2 separate regions of the Zea mays genome follow, and region 2 is linked to region 1. Evidence: chromatin contacts called from public Hi-C data. All regions are on one chromosome and are shown on one strand. The core of a region is the stretch at or near the end of the contact, and the rest is flanking DNA. Distances in the headings are between cores, read along the strand shown.

The links. A called contact is a pair of places that touch in the nucleus more often than the background predicts.
Region 2: a contact with region 1 is called in a Hi-C map of leaf, with 8 times the contacts expected there. The contact joins the promoter of LOC100285093 here to the promoter of RAB2A in region 1. A contact is called at or near these places in 5 of 25 Hi-C or Micro-C datasets (bundle sheath, ear, endosperm and 2 more).

What each region holds. Positions count from the first base shown.
Region 1 is chr2:41,035,508-41,038,106 of Zm-B73-REFERENCE-NAM-5.0, forward strand. It overlaps RAB2A (Ras-related protein Rab-2-A), which reads right to left and starts at 1,317. Exons shown (of 6, transcript NM_001112608.1): 1 at 1,186-1,317; 2 at 879-1,018; 3 at 203-285; 4 at 1-93. The coding sequence starts at 1,231. It overlaps TRNAI-AAU (transfer RNA isoleucine (anticodon AAU)), which reads left to right and starts at 2,150; the gene lies at 2,150-2,223.
Region 2 is chr2:41,639,691-41,642,289 of Zm-B73-REFERENCE-NAM-5.0, forward strand. LOC100285093 reads left to right here and starts at 1,306. Exons shown (of 3, transcript NM_001397502.1): 1 at 1,306-1,391; 2 at 1,540-1,618; 3 at 1,745-2,204. The coding sequence starts at 1,386. The coding sequence ends at 2,070.

The sequences.
Region 1 (2,599 bases), core at 67-2,566:
CACTTATTCCCAACAAGCATTATCGTCATGTTAGCATTCGCGTGCTGCCTTGCATCCTCCAGCCAGCTTGCAAGGTGATTGAAAGTCTCCCTCCTGAAATTAGTCCAACATGGATTTGGATGCCAGTATCAACACTATTCAGGAAACCGCGTGCATAAAGAATACCGCCCAAGCAGCTTAGAACTTATGTGGGGGTAATCACCTAGTGATATCATAGACCAAAAGAGCACCAGCAGCTCCTCTGTAGTATGATCTAGTTATGGATCTGAATGACTCTTGACCAGCCTGCATAATGTTAAGAGACAACACAATCAAGACAGATAAATGATGCATGTGGCCGGCCACATGGGTATTCCACATCATTAACATCGTGGCGTGGCAGCAAGGATAACTTAAATCAACAAACGGTCATATGGTTCAGTGCGCTAATAGTCAGATAACTCCAGTGGGGTGGGCACACTGATAAAAAAAAGAGATATCCAAAATGTTGTAGTTTCGGAGCTCAAAGAGATACTGGCTGCTTGTATCAGCCGCTGCTAGTTCGACGCTACAGTGACATGTGAGGAGGCAGACGGCCACAGAAGCAGAAGCAGCAGCTGCTGGAACTGGGCCAACTGACTGCGGAAGTGTTTTTTCATCTCGAACTACAGACCCAAAAATAACTTTATGCCACACTAACTGGACATCCTAAATTCCAGTTGGCAACCAGAATTGAGTTCCCATAAGGCCATAAGCAACTGAGGAAGCTATTATGTTGCCTTAATTGGTAGCGGTAGATCGACCTGAAGCAAGTGCAAGTATCTAAGGGATACGTAAGAACGAAGGAAAGTATAGCGGTAAGAACGAAGGAAAGTATAGCGGACAAACAGGTCACCGACCGTATCCCAAATCTGGAGCTTGATGGGCTTGTTGTCGATGTTGATCATCCGGGCCCCGAACTCGACGCCGATGGTGAGGTCGTGGACGGGCTGGAAGCGCTTGTCGGTGAACTGCAGCAGCAGGCACGACTTACCGACGCCTGCAGCAAAGCAAAGGCAAGCAGAGGAAGGCCGTCAGCGTCATCGCGAGCGGGCAAGCGGATTAGAATGGATCTCCATCTCGCCGCGGCGGCGGCAGCAGGTTGGGAGGCGCGTGGATCCAATCGGAGAACGGAGGAAGGAAAAGGGCTGACGGGACGAGACGGACCTGTGTCGCCGATGATGATGTACTTGAAGAGGTAGGCGTACGACATCTCCGGTGGTGGTCTTGGTCCTCCGGGGACGAAGAGCTGCGGGGGGCTTCCGCGTGCGGGGGAGGAATCGGAGGAGGGGTTTGCAGTTGCAGGTTGCGTTTGCTTAGCAAGGGCGGCGGAGGAGACGTGATTACGTGAAGGAAGCGACGGGTTGACAGCTAATTTGGGGGCGGTTTGTTCTTGTTCCTTCGGCGGCGGGGTGACGCGCGGACTGCTTGGATTCACGTTGCGGCTTGCCCGTTTCTTTTTTTTTCTTTTGAAAAATTGTCTTGAGAACAAAGATTAGCTAAAAAAACTAGTTAAAGTTAATGATTTAGCTACTCTCAATAATAGATTTTACAGTAGGCTAATCAACAGACGTTTTATCGAAATAAAAATTTATCTAAGTATATAATAACTGAGCAAATTAAATTTATATAGTTCCTAAAAAAAATAAAAATAACATAGTTTATATTTCATAAATAAAATTGTGAGGAGATGTGGCAACCTTTGAAGATCGAGTTTGAACGCCGCGGTTTGAACACATCTATTACTGCTAATCCAAAAACTGTGGACAATGACATTGGCATCATAGACAGTTCGTTTGGTTTCCAAACTGCGGTGGAGATTGCTCAGCAGGCAATTGACGCTGCTCATGTGGAGGCTGTTAGTGATGTAGGCCTTGTCAAACTAATGGGATGGAGTACAGGCCATATCCACCTGGAAGGTAAGGGTGGCCTGTTTGAGTTTCTGTATAAGAAGGGGCATGCTGACATCGTGGTTGCTGCAGGACCACTAGAAGATGTCGCTGGATGTGAATGATAACAAACGGGCATGGGTTAGATCTGTTACGAATCAGCAAGATTTCTTGAAATCCCAAGCATAAAGTCCAGTGGCTGATTAATGTAAATAACTGTTCAAGTTCATATTGAACAAATTGGCCTATTAGCTCAGTTGGTTAGAGCGTCGTGCTAATAACGCGAAGGTCGCAGGTTCGAGACCTGCATGGGCCATATTTTTGTTGTTTTCCTTTTTTTTTTGACAATTTTCAACTTGACCTTTTTTTGGCATTTTTCAACTTCACTATGGAACAAAACTTATTTCTTTTTTACTTTTCCATCTTGCAGCTGCATACCACTTCAGTACTTCACTCTACGACATACTCCCTCCGTTTCTTTTTATTTGTCGCTGGATAGTGCAATTTTACACTATCCAGCGACAAATAAAAAGAAACGGAGGGAGTACCTTCCATGTTTTTGGTTGTTTCTCGTTTTTTTTTTGACAATTTTCAACTTGACCTGAGAACATTTTTTTTACATTTTTCAACTTCACTCTGGAACAGAATTTATTTTTTACTTTTTTCATCTTGCAGCTGTATAACACTTCACT
Region 2 (2,599 bases), core at 56-2,555, 600 kb after region 1:
TATGATGTTTTGGTAATTTAAAACTTTTTTTAGTTTATGGTTATAGCTTTACCAATATATATAAGCTTATATTTGATGCAGTTTATGGTTAGCAACCAAAATATAGTTTCGTGGTGTCATAAACTATAAAAGATGCAACAAGAGATGATATAACTTAAGGTTTCAACAAGGTACATATTGGAAATCCGCCGAGGTACAATGCAAACGATGAAAACACATATATATAGAGTAATTGGTAAATTGATCACAGTTAAATACAGATTATAGATCGAGTATACAAATAGGCATTTCATGGAAGGAAGGAAGAGAGATCGAATAAAGATGGTCGATTTTGATTAGTTGTACAATTGCTAAATTTATTCATGAAACTTTTAAATATTGGAGATATGAGAAGCTTCTATTAGCTAGGACATGCTGAAGCACAGACTGAGGTGCTAGTCTATCTATCTTTTTTTTTTATTTTTTGCATTGTACATGGCCTTCTTATTGGGCTGCATATATAAACAATCTGATGATAAACAGTCCGGCTTCAGACGTAATCACATTCTATACGTCGGATATTATAGTGTTCAATTCTCTTCGGCCATGAATATTGAATAAAGAATTTGTCATAGTATTGTGGCGGTTTTCGCCAATAGAAGTTGTTGTCTAGTTTTCCTTGGTCAGTGCTGCTCTCTCAGGGGCCAGGGCCAGTCAGTATCGCAGGCCGCCATCACCAAGTTTTCATTAAAGGTGCTACAAACAAACAAGGGTGATGAGACAGTAGGCGACAAGAAGAACCGAACCAGCATGATGCCCAGCGCTCCATCCTGTAGATGGTTACTGCTGTTGCTGCTTGCTAGCTAGCTCCCAAGTGTCAATTTTTGGATCTCCATCCATGGAACCGTACCGTACCGTACCACTCGAACTGGTACTGACGGACGTGTTCTCTTTCAGTTCGGAAACACGCATTGTATGTTTCGCTGTGTGCGCTGGTGGTGTGGCTCAGGTCCACCAGCAACTTGCAGCCTAGTAAACGGACGGACAAACCACCACCACCAGCGCGCGCGCCTTCGGAGAAGCGCACACGCGCCAGAGGCCGATGGGATCATGGGACGGTAACCACTTGGCTGCCTCGGATCTCATCTCACACGCTAACCCTCGCCAAGAACGCGTCGCGATCACAGTTGACGATGATTTAACTCCCCGTTAAAACAATCACTGACACCACTAGACACCAGCAGCGTTCGCTCGCTCCCCCGTCTCCCTCCCTCCCGCACTCTATATATAATCACAGCGCGGCGGCCCAAGCTAGCCGTACCCGTACCCTCACATCACGGAGTGCTCAGTTAGCAATAGAGCAAGCCGTCCAATTCACAGAGCAAGCCATCACCGCGCGGGAAGCAATGAAGGTAAGCCGACGACAGCTCCTCGCAAAAACCTCTGCTTCAGCTTCGTCTTCAGAGCTCTGAAACTGATCTGCATGCGGTTTCTCTCTCTCTCTCTCTCTCTCTCTCTCTCTCTCTTGCTTCTGCGTCCTGTCGTGGCCGCCGCGCGCAGCAAAAGATCGTGATCAAGGTGAGCATGCCGTGCGAGAGGAGCCGGACCAAAGCCATGACGCTGGCCGCCGGAGCAAATGGTATGTACGTCGTCGATCGTCGTCTACTCGTTCGACTTCGACCAGTACCCACCCACACACACAAAAAAAAAAGGTGGTCATCCATCGGTGCTCCGGCCGCTAATGTCGCCCCGCGTGTGTGTGCAGGGGTGATATCGGTGGCGATCGCCGGGGAGAAGCTGGAGGTGGTCGGCGACGACGTCGACCCGGTCAGGCTGGCCAGCTGCCTGCGCAGGAAGGTCGGCCACGCCGACATCCTGCAAGTGGAGGAAGTCAAGGACAAGAAGCCGTCCGAGGACCCCAAGCCGCCGCCGGCGCCGCCGGCGCCGCAGCCCGTGGTCGTGCACCCGCCGCCGCCGCACTGGCCGCACTGCTACCCCGGAGGCTACCACCACCACCACCACCACCACCACCACCCGCCGCCGCCGCCGGTGGTCGTCTGTGACGAGCCCAGCGGCTGCCACATCATGTAATTAGAACGGCTGACATGAATAGCTGAGGTCGATTTTTTTTCGTCATGTAGGTACAGTTCTTTTCAGCGACTTGAGGTTAATTGAGGGAGCTATGAACGATTTGTGCAAATAAAGTTTACTTTTTTTTTTTGCGGAGCCTTTGTGGTTTCAAGTGGTTTTTTTTTCCTGCGTCTCAGTTGCTGGCTTGTCCGTGAAGCGTGCACGTGCTGATAATTCGGGCTTGCTGCACGATCCGATCCGTGACCGCATTGTGATTAGACCATCATTATTCATTATCTGGTATAGTAGAACAGGACAAACGAAAAGTCCAACGACTTTCCAAGGGCAAAAGTTGCTAACGTCATCTGTCAGAAAGAAAACTGACGTCACGCCAACATCAGGTTTAAATAGGCTCGGCATGATTTTTTTAACAAAGAACCGGAGAAATCTCAATAATGCTGGAGTAAGGGGTGTTTGAACGCACTAGCTAATAGATAGTCGACTAAAAATCATGCTTAGCTAATTTGCTAAAAAGAGCTAATAGCTAGCT